Linked DNA regions of Sus scrofa: region 1 is linked to region 2. The links are chromatin contacts, called in public Hi-C maps. All regions are on one chromosome and are shown on one strand. Each heading gives the region's core, a stretch centred on a gene start, on an enhancer-like site or on the middle of the called end of the contact. The rest is flanking DNA. Distances are from core to core; before and after follow the strand shown.

The links. Hi-C and Micro-C count contacts between places; a contact is called where the count stands out from the background.
Region 1: a contact with region 2 is called in a Hi-C map of skeletal muscle, with 2.5 times the contacts expected there. The contact joins the enhancer-like site here to the promoter of STAG1 in region 2. A contact is called at or near these places in 1 of 5 promoter capture datasets (liver), 7 of 47 Hi-C or Micro-C datasets (embryonic fibroblasts, liver, retroperitoneal adipose tissue and 1 more) and 2 of 2 datasets of contacts at active chromatin or transcription factors (alveolar macrophages and skeletal muscle).

The regions. Positions count from the first base shown.
Region 1 is chr13:77,964,085-77,970,341 of Sscrofa11.1, reverse strand. It overlaps IL20RB (interleukin-20 receptor subunit beta), which reads right to left. Exons shown (of 6, transcript XM_013982051.2): 2 at 2,697-2,823; 3 at 538-728. Among named protein-coding and RNA genes, the nearest start is that of IL20RB, 21 kb to the right of the region's middle. Within about 2 kb of position 1,386, at least 4 of the 83 cell types and tissues checked have an H3K27ac peak or open chromatin away from gene starts, as enhancers often do. A contact at or near this core is called in skeletal muscle, where this site is marked.
Region 2 is chr13:77,860,691-77,867,266 of Sscrofa11.1, reverse strand. STAG1 (cohesin subunit SA-1) reads left to right here and starts at 3,770. Exons shown (of 38, transcript XM_021071121.1): 1 at 3,770-4,229. It also overlaps a transcript of NCK1 not described here.

The DNA.
Region 1 (6,257 bases), core at 137-2,636, 110 kb before region 2:
AGGCCGTCTTAGCCTCATCTCCCCAATTCTAGAGCAGCCTTCTTTCCAGAGAAAATCATAAATAACTTCCAAAGTCTCTTTTGAAATGAGAGGGGGTAGATTTCCTGTTGTGGCGCTGCAGAGATGAATCCGACTAGTATCCATGAGGATGCAGGTTCCATCCCTGACCTCACTCAGTGGCTTAAGCTCCGGTGTTGCCATGAGCTGCGGTGTAGGTTGCAGACATAGCTTGGATCCTGCGTTGCTGTGGCTGTAGCATAGGCCAGTAGCTATAGCTCCAAACTGACCCCTAGACTGGGAACTTCCATAGGCCACAGGAGTGGCCCTAAAAAGCAAAAACAAAAGAGGGGGGTGCTGTAGGAAGCTGCCAGAAACTTTTTAAATAGACCAGTTAGGGTTGTTTATGTTCACAGTACTCTGACTTTGCAAGACTAATTTGATGCTGAAAAGAATCCTAAAGGCTCAGTGAACATGGCTCCTGAAAGGGGGGTGGGTGTGAACTGGTAGAGGTGTGGAGTAAGTAGAAAAGGGCCTTACTTGAATTTCGATTAAAGGGGTGCTTCAGGGTGCTCCAGGCCGAGGTCTGTGAGCCCAGCGTGGCCCTGACCCGGAGGTTGTATGGCACAGTGGCAGTGATGTCATCAGTGATGTCACACTCAAGACCTGTGGTGGGTGAGCACCAGTTGCTGGGGATCCAGATGTGGCTCATGTATAGGCTCTCATACTCTCTGGACAAAGAGAGGAGGAGACAGTATCACAGCAGCCCCTTCTCCCCAGCCTCAATGATGGTTTCAAGTACCTGCCTCATTCGCTGACTTTTTATGGGTCCGGAAAAGAAGAATTGGCTCCACATTCCACTTCCTCCCCTCTCCTCCTTCACCAACCACCCATCCTTCCTTACGCCCTTTCTTACCAGATGAGGGAAATCCAGGCATAAACCCCACCTAAACCCCATAAACTCTGTCCTGGTCTGTCTGCACAGTCACCACCCCGTTCGCAGCCACTGCACCCCTTGCCTTGCTGGGTCTCCTGACTGCTTTTCCGGCTTCCCTTCCTGCCATTCTCCAAACCCTTCATCACTCAGCAGAGCATAACATTTCTCCAAGGAGCTCTGGCCTTGAATGGAATCCAAACCTCCCCCATGGCCTACAAGACTCTCTGGCCTTCTCTCTCACTCCAACCTTCAGCATGATGCTCTCTCCACACAGGCCTCCTTGCCGTTTCCCCAACAGGCTGACACGTTCACTGTCTCAAATGCTCTGCCCCTGCATTCCACATTGGCCGGCTGCTCCTGTCCTTCAGCCACTGGCTTAAACAGCACATACTCAGGCAGACCTCCCCTGCCCATCTAATAAAAGTTGTCACAGTGTCATCTCTGTTGCATCAGCCTTTTAGCTCCCTCCTAGCACTGATTTCTGACACCCAAAGCAGTGCTGCCCAATAGAACTTTCTGCAATGGTGCAACTATTCTGCATGGGTGTTTTTCTATGTGATATTAGCCACATGTGCCTATTAAGAACTTGAAATGCGGAATTTTCACTGTGGCTCAGCGGGTTAAGGACTCAATGTAATCTCTGTGAGGATGTGCATTTGTTCCCTGGCCTTGCTCAGTGGGAACTTCCATATGCTGAATCTGCACCCATAAAAAAGCGGAAGAAAAAAAAAAAACTTGAAATACGGCTCATGTGAGGAGTTCCCATCATGGCTCAGTGGTTAACGAACCCAACTGGCATCCAAAAGTACGAGGGTTTGATCCCTGGCCTTGCTCATTGGGTTAGGGATCTGGCATTGCTGTGAGCTGTGGTGTAGGTTGCAGATGCAGCTCAGATCCTGCCTTGCTGTGGCTGTAGCGTAGGCCGGCAGCTACAGCTCCAATTCAACCCCTAGCTGGGAACCTCCATATGCCACCAGTGCAGCCCTAAAAGACAAGAAAAGAAAAAGAAAAAGAAATATGGCTCATATGACAGGGAAACAGACATTTTAATTTAATTTTAACTAACTTAACTTTAAATAGCTGTCCATGTCTAGTGGCCACTACATTGGACAGTGTAGACCTAGTGTCTTTATTTCTTGAACTTTTTACTGTCTCCTCTGGTAAATGTAAGCTCCTTATCTCCAGAAACTTGGTCAACTGTACCCCTGAGCCTAGGAGAAAGTCTACACCTGGAGCAGCTGAGAGTGTATGAGTTGTTAATGAAATATGTTGAACACCTTCTGTGTCCCTGTCACTCAACACCTCTGAGAGCTTGGATACCTGGAAGAGGACCAGCTGACATAGAGGGTCACAATTTGTTTTGGCTCCTAGGGACATGCGCACAGTCGGGAAAACCGAGGTCTCCCTCATCCCCAGAGGATCTCAGTCTCCAATGATTTCTCCACCTCAAGTGAGAGTCCACCTCATTTCCTAATATTTTCTTCAGTGATAGACAATTGACGCACTGTTAAAAACAAGCTTCACCAAAAAATGTGTTTATAAATGTTTGTGTCCCCAGGTTGTTCACCGTCAAATCCACGGGACAATTTCCCTTGCTGCGTCAGCTCCCTCAGTGTCCAAGAGGCAGACACGAGAGGCAGATCATGGGAAATAATCTCTCCCTGGACTCACAAAGCCTCCTTGGGCTCTGGAATGAGGGTTGTGCCTCCAGGAGTTAACGACTATCCAAAAGAGATAAACTAAAACAAACAAAAAAACTCACCCCTGGTACTCGACAGAATAGTATACTATTTCTTCAGGCACCATCACTGGGCTCCAGGTCAAGACGTGCTTCATGTTGGTTGACTGCACTGAGATGTTCTGTGGGGCAGGCAGAACAGCCACTCCATCTGGGATCAAGTCAGATAGACAGGCTTACAGGTAAGCTCACATAGGGGAATGCCACCGCTTCAAGTTAGTTTCTAATGAAAGAACTCACATGCTTTGGAACAACTGTAATTTCACCATACTTGTGTTCAAACTTAATTTTTGCTGTCGTCATTTTAATTCTGCCTTTGGTGATAGAATGGCATGTCAACATTCATAATAATAAAGGCTAATTTTATTGAGCACTTACGATGCTCTGTCTAGGTCACCTACTAGGTTATCACACGATTATCTCCTTTAGCCTAATGACCACACTGGGAGGTGAGGACCACCAGATTCTCTGCTGTATAAATGAGAAAACTGAAGCCCATTATGTACAACCCCATGTCAGATTGACCTAGATTCAGACCTTGACTCTGCCACTATGTGACCTCGGTTTTCATAAACCTGAGTCTCCTACCCCTACATGGCAAACCCATACTGCCTCCGGCCAGCTTCTCATCGCCACCCTCTCCTGTTACTGCCAAAAGGTACCAAAGCACATTCCTTTGTGTCCCGCAGTAAGGCCAAATAGGACATCGGCTGCCAGGTGAGAAGTTCTGGCTTGGGTCTGCTGTGGAAGGAGGAGTCCAGCCCAGAGCACAGCAGGCCAGCTCATCAGGCAGACTGCAAGCCTCTGAGCCAGCCCAACACAAGCATCTGCTCACCATGTGCACACTGGGCACACACAGTAGGTCTACAGTTTGCACAGAGAATCAAAGAGGCCTGTGAAGCTGAACCCGCTCTCATAAGGACTTTGGGCAGCCCCAGGGCTCACCCTTGTGTGTAACCCAGGGTGTAGCATGGATCTTCCACTATGGGCCTCTCCTCTGACTTTCACACGCTCCTCTTTTAACGCCCAACACCTGCCACCTTTTGCTGTTACAGTTGCAGTGATAACATCAACAGCACAGTGTGTATGGGTCTGGGGCCCTCGCCTGGGACTTTTCATCTCTGTGCCTGTCTCCAGGTTGGCACCTGCTGTTCGTTATCAAGCCCTGTGACCACGAGAGGATGGGGGCTGCCAGGGACACCCTGGCTGGTGCCCTTCCTTCTTCTCTAAGTTAAGACCCTGGTAGTGTCTCCCCATCTCACTCTCAGCATCCACCATCTGCCCTGTGAGGAAACACCTGGGGCACCCACATGGGAGGCTTCCTGCCCTCCCCACCCTTAAACTTGCAATCATCCAAGGGATGAAGAGGAAAGGGCCAGTTCCAGCAAGGTAACATGGGAGGGTGGGGCATGGTCCTCTCTGTCATCCTTCCTCTGGTGGACAAAGCATTTCCCTAGTCAGGTACGTGGGGATTATAAAGCTATGTAAATATAAAGCTGGAATTCATCACTCGAAAACTTTCAAAATGAAATATCCAGGTCCAGATGGTTACACTGGAGAATACCATGAAATAGTTAAAGAGAAATTAACACCAAGTTTATACCACTTCTCCCCAAAAATAGAAGAAGAAAAGAGCACTTTCCAACTTACTTTATGAGGCCAGTATTAACCTGATACAAAAATCAGACAAGGATAGTATATATTTTAAAAAAGCAAAAAGACTATAGATCAATATATTTCATACACTTAAATGCAAAAATCTTGGAGTTCCTTTCATGGCTCAGCAGTTAACGAACCTGTCTAGGATCCATGAGGCCAGTGGGTTCGGTCCCTGGCCTCACACAGTGGGTTAAGCATCCATTATTGCAGTAAGCTGTGGCTGTGATGCAGGCTGGCAGCTGTAGCTCTGATTTGACCCCTAGCCTGGGAACTTCCATATGCTGCAGATGTGGCCCTAAAAAGCAAAAAAAAAAAAAAAAAAAAAAGACAAAAATCTTCAACGAAATACTAGTAATCCAAATTCAATAATGTATAAAAAGTATTATATACCATGATCAAGTGGGGTTTATTCCAGGTATGTAAGTCTGGTTTGACATTTGAAAATCAATTCATATAATTCACCATTTCAACAAGCTAAAGAAATAAAATACAATCGTATCAATTGACACGGGAAAAAAAGCATTTACAAAATGCAACACACATTCAGGATTTAAAAACAAAAGACAAAAAGACTCGCTTCAAGTTAAGAACAACAGGGGGTTCCCATCATGGCTCAGTGGTAAATGAACCCAACTAGTAACCATGAGGTTGCAGGTTCAATCCCTGGCCTCACTCAGTGGGTTAAGGACCTGGCGTTGCTGTGAGCTGTGGTGTAGGTCACAGACGTGGCTCAGATCTGGCGTTGCTGTGGCTGTGGCGTAGGCCAGCGGCTACAGCTCCAATTCGACCCCTAGCCTGGGAACTTTCGCATGCCACGGGTGTGGCCCTCAAAAGACAAAAAAAAAAAAAAAGTTAAGAACAACAGAGTTATCTCAATTTGATAAAGACCATCTATAAAAAACCTACAGCTAACATCTTTTTAAAAAAATTTTTTTTAATTTTAAAGCATAGTTAATTACAATGTTGTGCCAATTTCTGCTGTACAGCAAAATGACTCAGTCATACTACATATATATACATTCTTTCTCTCCTTCTTTTTTTCTCTTTTGGTCACCCCACAACATATGGAGTTCCTGGACCAGGGATCAGACCCAAGCTGCAGCTGCAGCTGTGGCAAAGCAGCATTCTTAATCCACTGTGCCCAGCCAGGGATCAACCCTGTGTCCCAGTGCTCCAGAGACACCGCCTATCCCGTTGCGCCATAGGACTTTTTTTAAATATTATTTTCCATCATGGACTATCCCAGGAGAATTGGATGTAGTTCCCTATGCTATACAGTAGGACCTTATTGTTTATTCATTCTAAATGTAATAGTTTATGTCTACTAACCCCAAACTCCCCCTCCCACTCTCGTCTCACTCTCCCCCGCTCCCCCACAAATCTGTTCTCTATGTGTCTGTGAGCCTGTTTCTGTAAAAAACAAACAAAATCCTACAGCTAACATCTTATTCAATGGTGAAAGACTGAATGCTTTCCCTCTAAAATCACAAACAAGAAAAAGATGCCCACCCTTATCACTTTTATTTAACACATTGTACTAGAAGTTCTGGCAACTGTAGTATGGCAAACAAAAGAAGTAAAAGGCATTATAGTTGGGAAAAAAAGTAATTAATCTCCCCCTATTTTTAGGTGATATGATAGGCTACATAGGAAATCCCAAAGAATCTACAAAAAAACCTCCTAAAACTAATAGTGAGTTCAGCAAGTTCATAGAATATAAGATAAACAAAAAAAAAGTTTTATTTCTAAATTCTAGCAGTGAACAAATTTACAGAAATTAAACATACTATTTACATTCATTCTCCTCAAAGGGAAATAATCAGGTGTAAATCTAATAAAACATATCCAGGATTTGTATGGGGGAAACTCCACAGTGCTGGTAAAAAATTTCAAATAAAATCTAAATAAATGGAGAGACATGCTGTG
Region 2 (6,576 bases), core at 2,521-5,020:
TAAATACACAAAGTGCAAAGTAATGTGAAGCAAACAATACAAAATGACATTGCAAGTTATGAAAAGAAGTATGGCTTCACTAATAACACAGCATTTAAAAAAAAAAAAAAAGGAATACACAGAACTGGAGTTAGGAAGTCAAGCAGGAAATCAAGGTTTGAGTCTCAGCTCTGCCACTATCACTACTGTGAATTAGTTAACTGTGCAGTTAGTCCGTATGGATTATTTTCCCTATCTAAAAAACACAAGGTTGGATCCCAATGTTCCCACAATATTGCTCCATGGTATTATGATACATGCCCACATAAGATTAAAAATCAAAGGAATGATAAAACAGTAGAGACTGCATTCAAAGGAAAGCAACAAAGGGAACATAAAGAAGAATGCACCAAAAGACCAAAAATGAAACTTCAACAAAATTTGACTTCATTTTTTACTTAAGGAGGAAAATTCCTTTTAAAGAATGCAGGCTAAACATAAGACATGAAAACAGAAAAATACAAATTCTAAATGAGAACAGAGATTGGTTTGGTTAGAGTGGACAGCTCCTATAGAGAAACAGTGCTATCATTAGAAAAAGTAGGTCTTCAGCAGACTGTTAGAAAGATGGGAATTCTGAATTAGGCTCTGTAAATAACGGCAAATTTTTGCTGGTTTAACAGCGAGAGTGTTGCAAGCGTTATTTTAAGAACGAGGCAGAAGGCAGGACATAATGAGTGGGGAGAAAATTCAGGCAGAAAATGCAGCTCAATGCTGTGGGAAGGAACAGATAATCTCAAATAAATTTCAGAAAATAGCTGACAAAAACTGGCCAATGTTATGTGGACACAAGTCAAAGATAAAACCAATTTTTATGTCTGGCTAATTTAAGGCAGAATAATATCACTAAAGACAAAGTCAGCATATGGAATCAGTTTTCATGGGAAAGCTATAAATTCTATCTTTCAAATAAAGTGAGAAATATCCAGATAGAATTGTTGCCTTATTAAATAACCCTTAAGTGTCATTTTTGGCCCTGTCAGTAGTCTTCCTAAAACAGCACAGCAAAGTATTTATGGAGAACTTAAGTGCTTAGTGATTTCAAGAGTTTCCTCCAATCCTAGTTATTAACTAAATAACTAAAAAATCATTTAGTCTTCTGGTATAAGTAGAGAGCATTTGGTATTTTTCTATAAAGGAGAGCAAATTGTGAAAATTATTAAACTATAAGGGAAAAAAATGGACTGCATTTGTATCTATTAAGTCTTCCTGACAAGTGATTTACAACAATAATCACATCTACCTTGAGCTTTGGCAAGAAAGCTCTCAAAGGTTAAGAAATTAAAATAAAATAGAGGAATGAACTGAGGGTTTGGGGAGGAAATGTTCTAAAATTGAGATTGTGGTGTTCTGTTGTGGCTCAGTGGTTAACGAATCCGACTAGGAACCATGAGGTTTCGGGTTCGATCCCTGGCCTCGCTCAGTGGGTTAAGGATCCGGAGTTGCTGTGAGCTGTGGTGTAGGTTGCAGACACGGCTCGGCTCGGATCTAGTGTTGCTGTGGCTGTGGCACAGGCCGCCAGCTACAACTCCGATTCGACCCCTAGCCTGGGAACCTCCATATACTGCAGGTGTGGCCCTGGAAAAAGAAAAAAAAAAAAAAAAAAAGAGTAAAATTAGGTTGTGATGATGGTCGTACAACTATAAATATGTACTAAAATTCACTGAATTAAAAAAAGAAAAAATGGAGTTCCTCTCGGGGCTCAGTGGAAATCAATCTGACTAGCATCCATGAACATGCAGGTTCCATCCCTAGCCTCGAGCAGTGGGTTAAGGATCTGGTGTTGCCATGAGCTGTTGTGTAGGTCACAGACGCCTCTCAGATCTGGCATTGCTATGGCTGTGGTGTAGGCCGGCGGGTGTAGCTCCCACTCGACCCCTAGCCTGGGAACCTCCAAATACCACGGGTTCCGCCCTAAAAAGACAAAAAAATAAATAAATAAAAATTTAAAAAGAAAAGAAAAATCCAATGGCATGATAAAAAATGTTTGATGTATGCTTCAAGTTTTATTTACAAAGACCTCTAAATCTGGACTAAATATAATGCTTAGAAAAAGAAAGCAAACAACTTAAAATTTAATACATGAACAAGCACAGCTAAGAAATCTTGACCATTCTGCATAGAATGCTTACAAATCATAATTTCCAAAAAAGAAAGTCCCCACGTTTGTGATCAAGATAAAATAAAACTATTAATCAACCACTGCATATTTCTCGAGTTTCTATCAAACTGTGAATGGGATGCCTATTTAAGAACTAAACATTATTGACAATTATCAAACAGATAAAACCTTCTTCTTGGATTATTTCCCCATTTACTATGCACTCATAGCTGAAGATGGAGACTTTGGGTACAGTGCTTTCCAAGTGCTTAATAAATTGTACAAATTGTCTTTCATAAATCTGCCGAAGTTAAGATTTTAAAAAGTGAATACCTCTTGCAACACTTACCAGTTTTGTCCGGATATTCAGCTTATTTGCTCACCACCCAATACAGGATTAGAAATTTCTCCTTACCTTCTTTCCTAACTCTCATGGTTTCTTACCAAATCCAACGGCCAGAATTATTTTTAGGTAACTAATTCCTTAGTTAGACATTAACTGAGCGCACATAATGTTAGGGTTCTCAGACCCGAACAAAATCCAGCTTCCCGAGTTTCTGACGGCTAATTTAACTTTTATGGACACAGATAAGAAAGGTTACAAAACCAACTATCGAGATACATTCTTTTTACTGGATATATTAGAACACAATATAGTCAAAAGCTCATAGTTCAATCAACTCTCGTACTAATCTACCGCAAATCCACAAGATTAAAATAACCCGTATTTTTCCAGTAGAAGGGAAAGGAGGGGGGGACTGGAGGGGGCGTATGGCGCATCACCAGGATGTCCACCCCCAACACAGGGAAACGCTCCTTACCCCCACTCTCAAGCTGGGGGTGTGCACGCCCCTGTCCTCGTCTACCACGTCCCTACCTTCGCGGCCTCGGACTGCGCCACAACAGCCAACACGACTTTTGGTTAGGAAAAGAAACGGGGTGGGGGACACGCGCCACACATTCGACCTCCCAGCCTCACGGGGCCGCAGGCCGCTGCGCTCAACACGACCGGACTCCCAAAGGATGGAGAGGGAGGCCGCGGGGCCGCGCCGCCCAGGGCAGTGGCCAGAGGGTCGCGCGCAGCAGCCAGGCAAATGCCTAGGCCGGGACGAGCGGCCTCCCCGCCCCCTCCGGCTCAACTCGGGGCCGGCAGACGGCGCCCCCGGGGGCTAACTTCGCCGGGGAAGAGGAAGTGCCGCGGCAAGTAACAGGCTGTGAAGACTCTGGAAGCAAGGAAAAGCTGTCCGTGCGTCTGCCTGCCGGCAGGACCGTCTCACCTCCCCTCTTGCCGAGCCCAGGCGGCCCCAGCTCACCTGAGGAGGGCACCGGGATGCCACCGCGGCCACCGCGATGGCCGTTAGGGCACGAGGCCTCCGCTCTGCCGCCGCGTAGCTCTGGGGAGAGGGGCGGGGCGCGCGGCGAGTGGGCGGGGCTGCTGTGCGGACTGGCTGCGAGGCCGCGGGCGGATCCGCGCGGGCAGGAAACCCCCTCCCTGCCCCATCTAATAGGCTCAGCCGCTCCGTTCCCTCCTATCACTGACGCGAGAGCGATCTGCGCTGCGCCACGAGTGGGCGGGCCCCTCTGTCAATCAAGCGTTGTGCTGGGTGTGGAGTGAGCTGAGAAGGCTCCGCAGACAGCTTTGAGCGAGCGGGCGAGGAACGCCGGGCCTGCATCTGATTCTTGTAGCTTTTGTCTCTCTAGCTGATTACTTTGGACTTTCTCAGCGCCACAGGAGAGAACCCACAACAGAAATGACGGCTTCCCGAGGTCAGCCCTTGCTATTCTGGACGCTTCCTCCTGGTTTCCGCATCTGAAGAAGGTCTTGCCAGCAAAAGGTTTTTAAGGGCGGGGAACTTAAAAAGCAAAACAAACATAAAGACCTGGAAATGGGGACCTGAGAGGAAAATGTCAGACATATGCTTAAATTGAGCAGCAAACAGAAATAAGCTGAGTCTGAAGGCCTTCGAAGGGTCCTGGTGCGTGGGTAGCTTCCCGTCTTGGCTGCAGAAGCCTTGCTGTGAGGAGAGCAGTGATCTTTGGTGCCAGGTCTGCCCATTCTTAGCGGCCCAGCCCCAGTCACCGGCCATCAGTAAGTTGGTTCTCCCGCGACGCCAGCACTGCAGCCACCCTCCATTCCCTGCCATCTCTGTAGCTCTGCTTAGGTGTTGCCCCCTTAGGGAAGACTGCCAAGGTGCACAGATATTGTCCCCACCTAAGCTGTTGAAAGAGTCAGTCCGTCTCCCTACCGACACTGTACATTCAGTTAAATCAGGAGCCATGTCAGTATACAGTTTTTCCCCAGTGCCAAGCACATGCTAGATCGTCAGTAAATATTGTTTAGGCATTAATACATCTTCCAATCCCATTTTTAATCCTGGCCCTAAATTCCAAGAGTTTCTGCTTTTCTATATTTAACTTCAAAATTGTTTGCGTGCTGATAGAGGTGTGTGGTTCACTTGCTATATATAGGATCACAAGGTCAAGCACAAAACACCTATGGTCCAGCCCTTCCTGGCCTCAAGTTGGCTAGAGCAAGTAGACCACACTGAACTCCAGGCAGCAACAACTCTACATCTATATCCCATAACTAGCATCTAAAGTGAATAATGTAAGTGAATTTTGGATTATTCAAAGGGTCTAAATACCTTTGCATATTTTATCATGGACTGAATTGTGTTCCCTACCAAAATTCATGTTGAAGCCCTATCCCCCAATGTGAATGTATTTAAAAGTACATTCTAAATGTATTCTAGAAAGGCCTCCTAGGACCTTTAGGAGGTAACTAAGGTCAACTGAGGTGGTAAGAGTGAGGCCCTAATCCTATAGGATGTGCCCTTGTAAGATACAGCAAGCCCTGTAGCTTGCTCTCTGTCTTCACAACTAGAAGACACACTGAGAAGGCAGCCATGTGCACGCCAGGAAGAGAGCTCTTGCCAAAAACTAACTTTGCTGGCACTCAGATGTGGGACTTTCAGTCTCCAGAACTGTGAGAATTAAATTTCTGTTGTTTAGGCCACCCAGTCTGTGGTATTTTGCTGTAGCAGCCCAAGCTAACTAATACAGTAGTTTTATTTGTTGATACATCTTAGTAAAGTTCATGGATAGAGCTATTATTACATTCATTATTGAAGCTGGAGAAACCATGGTCCAGAGGTTGAAACTATTTCTCCAGAATCACATATCAAACTACACCTTGCTAAATTCTAGTTACATATTTAACATGTGATAAGGTTAGGAGATGTGAATAAAAATATAACAGATAAAATGGTCCTTTCCATCAGGTAGCTTATGACCCTAAAATATCATTTTAAGTGGGGAAAATAAGCCCAGAAAAAAAATATGCTGAAGTCATAACTTTAGATTTTATTTTGTAAGAGAATATGTATTTTGAATGGGCCAATGATCTGAATAAACTCTTCATGAGATTTTGATCCAGATCTCTTAACTATGGCATGCCACCTATTGAAGCAATAGAAGTGAGGGGAAGAGCTTTTTCATAAGAGGATTTTAGTTATTTGTAAACATGTTTTTTCCTTTTAGTTTTCCTTTAAATTTCCTCATTGCCCATTCTTACTAGGAACTCTGAAAAAAGAAAAACAAAAAAAAATCTTAGAAAAAGAGATAGAATTAAAGAAGAAAAATAAGGGAAAAACAATGAAAGAGGAAAGCATTAGGTAGAAGGGTAGATAGGCAGAAAGTGATGTATGAAATTATATTACAGTGTACTTAGAAGAAATAGAGTCCATGACCTTATGAGGTGGGAGTTGTCCCAAAGACTCCCTTTCACACTCTGTATCTCCCCACCTTCCAAATTTAAATATGCAGTTGGCTCCTCCTTCCTCTCATTTAGTGGAACTCACATCAAAAAATGAGAATCACTCCTAATTAGTTCTGAGTGGACTAAGGAGTAGTCAGAATCAGGAAACAACACTTAGGTGAAAACTTATGACTAATAGACTAGAAATGGGGCCTCAGATATGGGAACTAATCTGTCTAGGATAAAAACATGTAGGCAGCTCACTTCATTCATCTCAAAGAAAAGAATTTGGGAAGACAAGGGAAAAATGAGGCTCCATGTCTCAAGACCTTTCCCAGGAAACTATTGATAGCTTATATGTAGAAGTGATTAGGGAGAATGATCTGGTTTGGCATCAATGTAAGATAGAACTATTTAGGACAAAAACAAGAAACAGAGAAAAAGAAAAAAACCCACCCTACCTACTAATCAGTAAGCAGTAACTAATCACATGTTTGACTGTGAAATACAGAAATTAGTGGGCCCTGGTAGCTAAATTTCTGGATTAAATACTGTTATGCTTTATGCTTTTATGGGAGTTAATACAACAAAAATATATTGCATCTACTCTGGTGGGCACTACAATTGGTACCAGAGATCTAAAGATCAGTCAAACTTAAAGGAGCTTCAACCAATTACA